Linked DNA regions of Rattus norvegicus: region 2 is linked to region 1. A link is a contact called in public Hi-C data. All regions are on one chromosome and are shown on one strand. Each heading gives the region's core, a stretch centred on a gene start, on an enhancer-like site or on the middle of the called end of the contact. The rest is flanking DNA. Distances are from core to core; before and after follow the strand shown.

Evidence for each region. A called contact is a pair of places that touch in the nucleus more often than the background predicts.
Region 2: a contact with region 1 is called in a Hi-C map of kidney, with 2.8 times the contacts expected there. The contact joins two enhancer-like sites. A contact is called at or near these places in 3 of 12 Hi-C or Micro-C datasets (frontal cortex, kidney and liver).

The regions. Positions count from the first base shown.
Region 1 is chr5:125,319,088-125,326,087 of GRCr8, forward strand. No RefSeq gene overlaps it. Among named protein-coding and RNA genes, the nearest start is that of Plpp3, 170 kb to the left of the region's middle. Within about 2 kb of position 3,249, at least 14 of the 93 cell types and tissues checked have an H3K27ac peak or open chromatin away from gene starts, as enhancers often do. A contact at or near this core is called in kidney, where this site is marked.
Region 2 is chr5:125,905,538-125,912,537 of GRCr8, forward strand. No RefSeq gene overlaps it. Among named protein-coding and RNA genes, the nearest start is that of Rpl32l3, 35 kb to the left of the region's middle. Within about 2 kb of position 3,629, at least 4 of the 93 cell types and tissues checked have an H3K27ac peak or open chromatin away from gene starts, as enhancers often do. A contact at or near this core is called in kidney, where this site is marked.

The DNA.
Region 1 (7,000 bases), core at 1,999-4,498:
GGGCTGACTGCCTTCCCATTGTGTACCTGGGAATATGACCTGAAATATCTGAAGTTCACTTTGATACTTCAGGTTTTGCTAACTTTAGAAACCGTGGAATTGGGCTCATCCTAGACCAGAATGAGGGAGTCAACTGGTGCAGCTCTAAGGAAGGAAAAAAAAAACCACAGGTTTTCATTTGCTAATTCACAAAGTCACATGGTCATCCATCCATCCACACAATACCAATGAGATTTGACTTTCTCTAATTGTTATGCTCAACGCTATGCGTGTATATATAAGACCCCGTGTCCCTTTTCATCCATCCAAACTCCTTAACTGGCAACAATTTGAGCATAATGTATAGAGAACAGTCTAGGTGTGACAACCAACTCAAGAGGTCTGTGTTGTTGAAGCAAAGGATGGGCATTAGAAAGTCTAAGGCATGGTAGGACTAACCAACAGCATCTGCTTTGGTTTCCATGGTATAATACCACGTGATGGACAGCAGTGGGAGGATTGTCAGGCCTTCTCAGTTCTTTGGGCCATATTTGAGCTATTTGTACATGGATGACCCTCTAGTATATTGGACCATTTTCCCATGCTGTTCCCGCTGTTCGTTCTCAACAAGAGGTGGGCTGCCTAGCTCTTTGTGTCTGCAAAGAGTCCAGTGTCTGTAACTACTCACAGTGGAATCCCTACTACCTCAAGTGACCTTCTTCTGCTACCCAGAAGGCCTGTCGAGCTTCTGGGTGGAGTTCTCACATCACAGGAACATCCAGCAAAATGGAACAAGATGAGCTGGATCTTTCTCCCTTTTAGTCAGATGTTTCCTCAGACAGGGCCTTTAAGGGAATCAGGATCCAGTGTTTCAGAAGCAGAAGAGACATGAATGTTCTGGGAGAGATGACAGCCAAGTAGTGTGGTTGTGTTAAATCCTGCATCATATTTGAAGGGTGTCTTTTTTTCCCCCCTGTTTGCGTCAATTACCAAGTGCTTTAATGAAAGACACATTTTTTCTTATTCGCAAACTTTATATAAGAATAACAAAAATAATGACAGACATATTGTATGAGTTAGAGAACATCGGAACCCAGTCTGACCCTTGCCACTACCCTGTGTGGTTTATATTAAAGTTTCATTCACATTTAATAGATAAGGATAGATCGGAGAAGGGATGAAGCGTTTCTCATCACTGAGTTTGTTTTTAGCCCTAGTTCCTCAACTGTGGATTTTATGTTTGTTCTTGAAGAAAGAAGGACAATAGAGGCACAGAGGAACAGGAACATTTTGGTACCTGTCCATGCTGCATATTAGGGACCACATGAAGCTAGCTTTCTGGGTTTTTCAGGGGACAGAGTCTTACTAAGTAGCTCAAGTTGGAATCAAACTTACACTTCTATTACCTCTCTCGGGCGCTGGCATTACAGCCCTGTGTCACTATGCCTGGACCACGAGCTCTCTTGTTTAGGTTCTTAGATAGACTTTATTCAGTTAACTCCCTTTGTGCTGACACTTGGTCACTTGGAGGTCTGTAGAGTGTGACGTGATATCCCAAGCCAAGCAGCCCCACAGAGATGTTGTGCTGCCTGAGGCAACATGAGAACTCACGACTGTGATAAGGTCAGTCCATATTCTCAGTATATAATAATGCATAGGAAAAACTGCTTGCCTTGGTCCATAGAAGAGAAGGGCCAACTCTTGGGATCACAAAACCAGGTTTCTGAGCCTATGGATAGCAGAGAAAGTCCAGTTTAGCAAAGGAGTGAGGGAAAGGCTCTCCTGAGTGGTCCAGAGAAGAAAGGACTGTCTGCTGCTTTTGTCTGGCAATGCCTTTTCCGCTTCATGGACACAAGTCTGAATCAGAGCCATGGGCATTCCTGGCCTTGTCTTAGTTCTTGCTAGAGGCAGGTGGTATCAGTACACCCAGGAATGTTTGACAATCATTGTCTAAAGCTGTTTGCTGTTCATCTGGTCACCTTAGAACTACCACCTGGGGAGATGAAGAGGAGAATGTGTAGGGCACCATTTCTCCATTCAAGTGCCTAATCTTGTAAAAGGGACAGATTTAAGTTATGTTAGCAATTTTATAGGTGCGTGTGTGTGTGTGTGTGTGTGTGTGTGTGTGCGCGTGCGCGCGCGCGCGCGCTTTTCAAATGTATCAGTCAACATGTGAAACACACACATATATGTGTGTGTGTGTGTGTGTGTGTGTGTGTGTATTGTAGTTTATCTGTGAAAATATAAAACCATGGAATTTTAATAAGTTCGGTGAGGTTCTATATAGCGCAGACTTAGAAAATGTCAGAATATAGATTTGAATTCCTGAGACATAAAGTTCTGGAAAGGCTACCAGCAAAATCTTAAATAGACATGAATATACACCATGGGGCATACATTGTTCCACTGGCAATTTAGTAATTTCTATTTATTTCCCAGTTATGTCTTGGGAGCTCATTTGATGAGGACTCCCACCCATGGCCACACCACTTGAATGTGTTTCCTAACGAGGGTCTCGAGGCAATTAGAGTTAACAGTAACTTCTTCACTGGTGGAAGAGTGAGTTGAACAAGTTAATGAATTCCAGTCTAGAATCCTGATCTAAAATGAATTAATCAAGAGCTATAAATTAATAAAGAGTTATAAGAACCATTTTTTTTAATAGAAAAATTATACTGGAAATTGTGTCTCTGTAGCTCAGATAAAGCTGCAGACATGGACTGAACTGTTTTGGCTAGAATTTTATCAGCTTAAGACTAGTTACACTGGCTGTCTCTTTATCTTTATGAGCTCTGATTAATCAGTAACTACCAGTTCACAGGACTTCTCAGAAGTGCTGGGGATTGAACCTAAGGCACCAGCAAGCAATCTACCACAGACTCAGAGCATCTTTAGCCCGGTTCATTGAACTTTGGCAATCATGTCTTGGGCAATTACCACTGTGTGCCTGGCAGTGAGCTGTGTTTCGGGGATGTAGAGACAAACCAAACCAAAGAAAACACCACCCTCATTATTTCAAGAAACTTGTCATCTCAGAAGGGGCGGTCTATCTGAATAAGTGTTTTAAAGCATTTCCTTTTAGATTAGAACAAAACAGCTTCATTGTGGACCACTCAAGAGTGAGAGGAGTAATCCCTCAACTAGTATCTAGTTCAGATACTAGAACTGTTGGAGGCACTAGGGTGGGCCTCCTGTACGATGACTGACGTTTGGGAAGGTCCTGGCACAGGGAAATTTCTTCCCGATGCAGTAAGAGGGCTGTCTTAGACCTGGGCCCTGGCAGAAGCAGGAAGCCTTGGAGACCAACAAGAAAGAGATGGGATACCTGACCCAGCTGTGAGGAAGATGGAGAGATTATGGGGAAGAAAAATCTATGTTGGGTTGCTGAAGAAGAGTGAAAACACAGTAACTTTGACTTAAGAAACAGGCCCTGCTAGACAAACCTCTTCTCTGGCCAGCCTCCTGGAAAGGACTCTGAAGGCACAGCTAACCAAACAACCATTGCTCCTGGCAAGGGCTTTCCACCAGGTGAATGGTTTGCCATGTTTCCGATTCCAGGAACTGGCTGGAATAACACTTATGCAATGATAGAATGCACAGGGCCCGCCTCCAGGCGCCGGGCTGCGGGAGAACTTGGCAAGTCTGGGATCCTCTGCTGAGTGGAAAGTCCTGCTTTCCTGCTTTGCCTGAACTTCCCTTGGATGACTGACTCTAGGGGAAGTCAGAGCAGGTCGACTTCAGGAGAAGTCAGAGACGGCTGTGTGGGCTGAGAAGATAGGTATGTGCAAGAAGGGAGAGGATCATCCTTCCTGGACCTATTAGTATTAGTATTAGTAGTAATATTAACATTAGATAAGGAGTATTTGTGGAAAGTTCAGCTGCCTTCTCAAGGCAGTGAGTAGAGTGAGGACTTGGGAGCTAAAACAGTCTTCACAGAGACCAACTGGGAGCTGCACTTTACCGATCTGCTGGGGATAATGAGCGACAGCAGCTAGAACCTTGCTCAGTATCGCAGTAAATGTTAGTTGGTGGCTAAAAGCAGCACAACTCTTTAATACCTGTCAAGTGGTTGGGGACAAAGGAAGGCAGAAGGCCATCCATCATCTCAAAGGACAAGTAAGGAGGACATCTGTTTCCGTAAAGGCACACACTTTATTGGCTAGGATGGGTCTGAGTTTCTGAATTTTTGAAGACCAAGTATATGTAAATCAGTTCATTCTCAGAATCATGGGACACTCCAATCTAAGGTATCCCAGTGGCTTAATGTGAATTCCCTGCTGCTACTGCTTCTAATTCTACTGCCTTGATCAGAGCTCCTAAAGGAAAGAGAGGCTTCATCTGCGGTTCTTCAGACCTTTGGACATCTTCCTTCTTTAATAAAATATGTTCATAACAGATTTAGTCATGTCTATTTAAAACCAGGAGAGGCAATAAATGACCCTTGATAGACAGGAGAACAAATAATGTTCGGTATTATTTTGTTGGGCTTTAATACTTTTTTTTTTCAGAGCTGAGGACCAAATCCAGGCCCTTGCGCTTGCTAGGAAAGCGCTCTACCACTAAGCTAAATCCCCAACCCTTGGTATTATTTTGTAACATGACTCAGTATAAATTCTCAATTTCATGCAGCAAGAAAGAATCAAAAAGACATATAGATACATTTTTTCAATACCAAAAATTATTGAGGAGAATGAGACAGAGGGTAAATTCTGTTTACATATAGTCAAGATCAGAAAGTCAAAGCTATGGTAACTGAGAAATCGGGTTGATGACCAGCTGAGACCTGAACACCGAAGGCAGAAGCTCACGAGATGTTGTCAGTGATTCGAGCAGCATTTTGAAATTGAGTGACATCGTGAGTCTGGTTCCAGAATGACATGGTGGGGTATGTCCGTAAGCCTAGAGTGTGGGAAGCTGAGACAGGAGAATTTCCAGTTGGAGACAAGCCTGGACTATAGACCAAACGGTGTGAAACATAGAAGCTGAGCATTTATCCCGCAGGGAGGAGGGAGGGTCTCTTAGGTTCCCACACGTGTGACAGCTTACCAGATAATGTGTTTAACGCCTGTTTATTTTAAGGTATGCAGACTGTTGCCTAAGTGATGCGAAGGTCAATGCAATTCAAAGTATGTTCACACAATGAAATAGTTATCAGATATAAAAACAAGTTAGCTACTGACCGATTCATGCAACACCCACCATTGATAAGTCTCAACACCATTGGCTTAAATCACCTAAGAGCAGGCAGTGGTTCGAAGCGTTTGCATGAATTCCTTTACTGAGCAAAATTAAGCAAAGGTGCCAAAGCCTGAGTATTGATTGACTGCTTTTGGGCAGTGTGAGAAGACTGAATAGAAAGGAGACTGGCATGTATTTCTCAGACGGTGGAGACTTTACTCGTCTTTAAACTGAACTGTTCGCAGCCTCCGATGCCTGTGTGATGTTACATAGATTATACATTTGTTGTTGAGGAAACTGGAATTGTAGATTAACATCATGCCCTTTGCTTCTTCTAACTTTATTTCTTATTATCTTATGTGTATGAGGGCATGGCCTGTATCTGTGTATGTGCACCACTTACAAGCCTTGTTTTATACGTTAGGGAACCGAGGCTTGGGGACCACATGGCTCACCAAAGTTGTATACCTGGGAACCCCAATCTAGTTTCCCAGATCTTCTGGCTTCCGGTCAGTTACTAGCTCTCTCTGGGGAGATGATAAGTGCCCCTTCCTGCAAACATAAGTAGGAAATGCACAGTGGAGGACCGCTGAGGTCTGGGCCATCGATGGAATTTCGTCACTGAGTGTGAACACCCTGTGACCCAGAGTGGATGTTTTGTGCCTGGGTGCAACTGTGTGGGATAAATGCTCCGACGAGGAGGCTCCCTTGCTCTCCACCCTGGCTGTGTGGGAAGGAATTCTGGGTTACAACTACAGCCAGTTGAATACCAACAGCATGTTCTTCAGAGAAGATGCTGTAAGCCCACACAATCTACCATCAAGTCCTTAGTCTTAGACAAAGGGTTCTAGCGAGAATCACCCAGGGACTTCCTCATGGCCGTCCTGTGGCCTCTCCTTGTCCTCCAGCCTCTTCAGCAGTGCCCTGCACTATTAGGCAGGGACATCTGGGGGGGGGTGGGGGGGTGCTGAGCACAGTTGCTCTGCTCCAGTCAGGAATGGCCTTTTTCCTCTTTTCCTCTAGCTAGTATGGAAGCTAATTTAGGTCATCCTGGATGATCATTCTTTCAGGCCTCTGTATGGGATAACAGAGAAATTCATTCGCATCTTATTTTTATAGAGATAAAGTGGGCGCCCCACTTTATAAAGCAAGAAGTGAGTCCCCATTGTTCTCCGATGGGAATGGTGTAGATTTGAAACCTCCCTCTGTTGTCTCAGACTGCGGTGCTGCTTACTACATGCTAACCTGAGGGGGCTTTGAGGTTTATACCTGAGTACTAGTGAGACCAGTCAAAGAAACATCTTCCCTGAGGAGAAAACAATGGGTGCGTAGGCTCTGAGATGGGAAGTGTGGGGAATATTCAAGAGTGTGGCTGGGGTGAGTGGATGGAGGTGGCAGAGGCCAGGGGACTTGATTTTGTGACTGTAGAATATGGATGAGTGAAAAGCTGTGCAAAGCAGAACTCTAGCTTCCAAGTTGCGGTCTCATGGAAATGGGTCTCCCAGGACCAGTCTGAGGCACACTGTGCACTTTCTCATTCTCCTGGCTTCCTTGTAGCCCAGCAAGCAAGTGAACAACACAGAGCAAGACCACGAGCTTCTGTCTAGCCAGAATGACTTTGTTGTGGTCATTCAGACTATTCAATGGGCCTGTGTGAGAGACTAACTTCTCTCAGCCCCATTGTCCCGGAAGGAAAAGAGAAAAGAGATGGAACGAGAGAATTCAACCTCGCTGGGTATTCACCAGATACGATCAGACATGGATTTAAGCCAATAGAAAGTCATTATCAGCCAGCTGGTGACTACACTGGGTGTTCCAGATCCCAGTACAGCACTGCATCTTT
Region 2 (7,000 bases), core at 2,379-4,878, 590 kb after region 1:
CTATATGCAGGTGAGGGTTGACACAAGGTAAGGCAAGGCCTGGGATGGGGCAGTGAAAAAGTAAAGTGGGGACAGGGTTTTCGTAAGGCAGGAGAGAGGAGAAAGAAAAGGAGAACCAAGATGGAGGCAGGGAAGGACGACCCAGATCCGTGTGGCCTTAAATGGCCACAGGTAGTTACGAATATTTCTTAAGGGATGGATTTTTATAGGACAATTTCTCTTATCTTGGTGGACAGTTTATATCATTATCAATTGGTTATGAGTTTATTGTGTGGACGTTTTATGGATTGATGATTTAAGATACAAATCTGATTGCTAAATTACAAGCTTACTGGGTTTTGATGTTAAAGGGTTACTGGGAGTTGTGACTATAACCCCAGGGGGCAGATGCTGGGAATGTGAGCAGAGTCCGGCAGCAAGAGAGTTGGCAGCAAGAGAGTTGCAAGAGGGCGGCTTCTGCGGGGCTTAGAGAGTAACGGGAATGGCAGCGTGAGGAGGTGGCGAGTCTGGTTGAGACACTTTGCTCTTTAAGATGAAAAACCCCCTCAGAGTCCATGTGACCCAAAGGAGCCGGCAGTGTGGGACGGAGCTTGGGAGTGTAGCAGTGGAGACACTTGGTTGATTGAGGTGAAAGTATCCCGCAGAGGCCCTGGGACCCACTGGAGCCAGCGCTAGCACGGGATGGTAGAGATTCTTTTATTATTATTTCCCGCTACAGGGAACTTGACACTAGTCAACCTCAGACTACCTGAGTCACTATAAATCTTTTTAAAAGCACCATACCTGGGCTCCTCCCCAGAGAAACCCAAATCTCTAGAGCCCTGTTCCCCTTCAGAGATGATGAGGAACAAGGAGGATCCCCTTGTCCCCATGTGGAGGAACTATGGAACCGGGTATAACAGGTCCCACTTTCTGACTCTGACATTGCAGGGTCCTAGGGCACCACTTTCATGGATATGTGTGTCTTTTAAAGATTTCCTGTGAAGTGTGGGGGAGAGCATCCATCTCCCGCAGGAATGGAGGGGTTAACTGTGAGCGTAAGGGAAAGCGGTGGCGAACAGGAGAGGTGCTGGATCATGTTAGCACCTTTTCGGCAGTGGGGACTGATTAAACTCAGAGTCTGGCTGAGAAATCACTCTGCAACCCGAGGCTCTGCCAGAGGGTCTCCCAGGACTAGCAGCTTGTGAATTCACTGCATGATGAGTTATTATGGTTTTGATTCTGGTTCTCACAACGCATCGAGATGTATCTGAGGAGATTGATCCCAGGAGAGAGACCCACTTTTATAATTCTTCCGAAAGCCTAGAAATGTGGCTTGTCATCAGGCGCCACAGCCTTCAAGATCATTCATGTGCAAGCTGACCATCATGTTTCCTCTCTCTGAGTTTGGGACAGTGAGTCACTGTGTCCCTTAGAGTCCCCTTGGGAGATGAGTGATGGATTCATCTGGAACCTCTATCCCATAGCCCTCCATCTCTCTGTGGTGACTGGTCATCATGAGCAGGAGACATGAGTCATGAGGAGCTAGCACAAGTGTGTAAGTGTGAAGGACTCACTCGTTCCTTCAACACCAATCACCAAGAACTATCACACAGCCACGAGTGGCCTGGCTGGATGACATCAAGGGTATGAGGGCCTGCGTTTCCCAGACCTGATTGGAAAATCATCTGTCGGCAAGGTCACAGCTTGTGTGCCTTGTGAGTGACCACAGTAATATCATGCCCACATTTCTCAGTCAGGAAAAATAGGTTTCCCCTTCAAGAAGCAGGAGAAAAAATACATAGGGGAAAAAAATAAAATGAAAAAAAAGCAAAAGATAAAGAACTGTTCCCTAAGCACAGTGTGAGGCTGAGAGTGTCCCAAAGCAGTGACAACAGACAGACACTGGTACTTTGTGTGTGTCACCTGTGAAGTCACATACGGATGGATCACAGCTAATTTAGCTCAATTTAACATCCGAGTACTGGCCTATCTCGGTTTCTATCCATGGGCTGGCTCTGAATTATAAATTACTCAACAATAATGACAATTAGCCAGCTACTGCATTCTAGTCTGTTTAAAGTATCTTACAAACTCTCTTGAGGAACGCTGTCACACTGCTGTGAAGGAGAGCTAGCCTAGGACACCAATGAGAACCTGAGGCCCCTCGCTGAGGCTCCTCCATCAGACTTCACGTACTAAGAGTCAAGTAAGGACTAAACCCTGCTCACCCCCGAGTTGCATTTTTTGCCCCCAAACTCTAATTTACCAGGGCTTTAACTTTTCTGAGCTCAAAGTAGGAAAACATGGTGCTTGAACTTAAGGTTTCCTGGCTTCTGGTCCTTCATAAAGTCACGTTTCTGTCTTAATGTGTTCCATGGGGTAAGAAATAGCGTCAAACATCAATGAGGCTGAACTCCTTGGGGTCTCAAGGTATTGGTCATTCTGATCTGCCAAGAAACTGACAAGAATCCAAAGGCAACGGTGCCAGATTAGCCTTGTGCCTGGCAGCTTATTGACCACACCTCCGCTGGGCACCCCAATGCTACAAATTATATGAATTCTTTGTTTTATAGGAAGTGGAGAGCCACAGTCTAGAATGATTTAACCAAGGTCACTTAGCAGGGGTGTGCGAGGGTTGGATTAGAACAATAATTTGTCTTTCTTATTAGGCTGAAATTCTTTGAGGTCAAGAGCATATTTTGATATATTTGTTTTCTTGGCGCTTGTCACAATGCCTGGAACAGACAGAGCCTTGCTAATTCGAAGATCGTGTTGTTCCTCTTCAACACTAATAATAACTGTTCAAGTGTGTGTTTGGCATCAGAATGAATGCTGTATTTCGTGTTATTTCTCACTGTTCAGGAAGAATCTGAGAGATAAGTTGCAGATGCCCTTTGTACTTGTGTGTGGTGTAGTGTGTTGTACACACGTGTGGTGTGTGCTTCTGGGTGCCGGTGCATGTGGAAGCCAGAGGAGGGTTTTGGGTATCTTCCCCAAAACTCCATGCCTTGCTGCCTTGAAACTCAGTCCCACTAAACTGGAGTCTAGCTATTTTAGTGAGGCTGACTGGCCAGAGTGCTCCTAAACTCTATTATGACATCCCCTTGTTATAGGTGTGTGAAGCCATGCCCAGAATTTTACATGGATGCTGGGGATTCGAACTCAGGTCCCCACACTTGCAAAGCAAGTGCCTCTATCCACTAAGCCATCCACCACTTCTATATACTCTGAAGATAGAGAAACCTACATGGAGAGACTAAGGTTAAGTCATTCGTACATGGTACACAGAGCATTTAAGTTGAGACCCCAACACTGTATGATACCCAAGAATTCAGTATCAGGGATCTCCCAAGATACGTGCCCCAGGTAGCATCCTCAGTGCTTCGGTGAGCTTCCTTCTGCTGGGTTATAGGAGGAACTGGGGCTTCCACATCAGAATTGTATTTTTCAGAATTTTCCCAGTGTTCTGGGGCTCCCAGAGTCTGAACCAAGAATTATTTGAGCTCAGTGTTCCTCATGAACAGTTCTTGTGCCTGATGCATGCTGGGAGCCAGCTGGCTGCTGCCACAGCTCAGATGTCACCTGGTACTTTCTTGTGTTCTAGGTGAATAAATCCCAGGCACACTGAAGCCAGACCGTGCCTGTCTGGGTCTGTATCTGATAAGAGGCTTGCAGCAGCAGCTGACTGTGTTCCACTTTCTGCATTGCTGGCTGTGGGAAGGGTGATAAGAATCATCAGATTTCAAAATGGGAAAGCCCATCCAATCTCTTGCTTTACAGGTCAAGGGACCTGCAGCCTTGGGCTAGCATACTGGATTGCAAAACATAGCAATCCATTGAATTTAATGGGGGGGGGGGGAGGCAGTATATTGTAAGTCCGGACAAGTACCGTTGAGAATTTACAGGAAGAAAAACTAGAGTAGGAAAGAATTGGGAAGTCTTCCCTCTTGTGGTAGACACAGAGGTGCACCACACAGACCCCATTCTGAGAAACCTTACAACAGCCGTGCATCCCCTAAAGATTTCAACAAACGAAGTTATTCAATCTCACATGTGACTCGGTATTTAATTTTCAAGGCAAAGACTGGAGAAAGGCCTAGATTGGTTTAATTGGAGACACTGTTTGGGATGATAGTGAAGAAATGTAGAGCTAATCCAGCAGAAGTGAGAGGTGACTGGTTCTTGGTCTCCATGGGACTTACTTATCTATAAGAGGGAGATAATAGGTAAATGAATAGAGGTGCTCAGGAGCCTGGGAACTCCATAAGGTTGTGGAAACCAGGGCCACCTCTGGCCATACCAGAATGCCCTCACTATTGACTTCACATTGGTACATCCTCTGTTACGACAAATGTCTTCATGTGAAGAAAAACAAAGTCTTCCCATAAATCAGAGGCTATCTGAAGCTCATCCAAGCTAGCCTCAACCAATTTGCCCAAAGCTCTGAAATTCTTTTGTTATGAGCCTCATTAGTGCTGGAAATAGGATGCACAGATGTCAGTGGCTCACAGAATAGGGCAGTGAGGGGAGTGCAGAGCTCATTGACTCTGCAGTCAGGAAGCCCGTGGGCTCACACCAGAATCCACCCCGACAGTTGGCTCTGAGATAGATGACTACCCTTTCTGAATATGCCTTTCTACATTGCAGAAAGGTTATATAGGCTTCTGCAGGATAGGCCCATGAAGATCAAAGGCCAAAGAGGTGAGCTCTCAGAATTCTATTAAGCCCCTTGAGTAAGACAAGGTTGTCTTTGATGGCTCATGTCTACAGAGTACTTGAAAAATCTACAAAGCATGTGACTAGGAACACACATTCACTGCAATTACTTCAGGCTCACCCAACAGCCTGACAAGGAGACAGAGCAAAGCTTATTATCCCCTGGCCCGTTATCTGCTACTCTCAGATGGTACTTAGAACATTAGATCTCAGCTTTGTGCCTCAGTTATTTATGTACGTGTCTAACCTTCCTACACTGAACAGTTCCCAGAGCAGGCACCGCACAGGGTCTGGTCATCTTTGCAACCACAACCCCTTTCCATTTGCTGCTTTGTAATGGCTAGACCTCAGTAACCAGCATAAGTAATAAATAGAGGGGACTTAAAGGGAGAGAAGGTGATAGAAAGTATATAAATGGGCCTTTGTCCTGATTAATTTTCAGGATAAAATTTAAACTATTCTCTAGGATATCCACTGGCTATTAAGGACATTTAAATTAAGTAAAATTATATAAAACCAAAAGTTTCTCCTTTTCACTAGGCACAATCATTTGAACTCACAGATGACTAGTGCACACTGGATTGCAAAGCCCAGACAGGACCCATTCCCCTCACTGCAGAATGCTCTACAGGTAGGGGCTCTAATAAAACAGAGCCGGGTTCCCACCCTGCCTCATAGACCAATGCAACTCATGTCTACACTCAGTATCCACACATATAATATTAGGATATTCACAGAGAATTATACCCATAGCTCATTTGCATGGCCTCTACATAGATACCTCCACATGTTTTAGCAAAGCCCTAGAGGCTGATTTTTAGACAATAAGAAGTAGGGAGCCAGGATATGAGGAACCCAAGTAGATAGGACCGACTGCCTGATGTGCAAACTCTAACTCCACTCATCCCTCCATGTAGAAAAGCCATCTCCACCGTCATCACCATCTCCTAACTAGGAGGGGATTATTACTCATTTCTCATTACACTTCTATAGGAATAATAGAGAGAGAACCCAACTCAAGGCCTGGCATTCACATGTGGTCAAAAATGTAAAAAAAAAATTGAAAGTATTATAGAATATTTTATCATTAATATTTTCATGACTTTTATCTAGACATTTAAGTATACTGGGAACAGGGAAACAAATTTCGAGGGCCCAAATGTTGCGCTCTACATAAAAACAGACAGAAAAAAAATATTTTCATGCTACAAATCAAATGGTGTTTCTATTGTGGTTAAAACAACAACAACAACAACAAAAAGTTCACCCTGGGAATAAGCTCGCACCTCCTTCCTTTTGTGTGAAGCCCTTGAGCTCCAACTGCCCTGATCTATTTCTCTCAGCAGCTGTGCCCAGGCTAACGGTAGGTCATTCTAAATGTGCTAAGTTCAGTCCTTCTCAAGATCTGCCCCTTGGGGTTCATCTACCAAGCTAAACCAAGGCCTCCAGACCCTCTTCTTTTTTTCTTCAAGTTCACTACAACAGCTTCCTCCCACTGCCTCCTAGTCCTGTCTCCTTGCTCCCTTCTTATCTTTGTAGCACTCACGGAACACTTCTTCAGACAGTGCCTGGTATTGCTCTGTCTTCTTATTCATGAACTAATTCCCTGTTTGTTTGCTAAAGTATTAATCAATAACTACACTACATGCTCCAAAGGGGCAGTGGCATTACTCTTACTCTGTGCCTAAAGCAATGACCAGGACATCATAAATTTCTAATAAATTTCAATATAAAACAAGATCCCTAAGGGCAATTAACTGACCTCCCCTTTTCTAATATTCATATACATAGACTTGAATTAAATGCCCTGTATCCAAATGTTTCAGCCATTCAGCATTCCCCAATTGTGAAGCATTTGGAGTACACCCAGTCTCTCACACAATGGCTGCCAGTGGAGGAGACATATACCTTTCTCTTAAGACCTCTTCTTGTTCTTCAGTGTGAACACAGGCACAAAACAGACAACTGCTCTCCACCAGCAGAGCTAAGGTATGTGCAATTGTAGGAACCTAGACAAGGAAATGGTATCTTCAGCTCCAGTGAGTGAAAAAAATCTTCTTGTTGGAGGATAGCACATGAATGTTGTCTGAAACAAGAGTTGGTGCTCACTTAGCCTCTAAGATTCTCTTGACTCCTCCATGGACTCCCTGGAGCCTGGATGCATGTACTCCAAACCTGTCTTGACCAGTAGCAATAGTATGATGTGCCATACATACATAAAATATACTATATTGATGCTTAGCTTTAAGTACCATTTTCACACATCTAAGAAGGAAAATGCCTAGAACAGATTGACTACTGT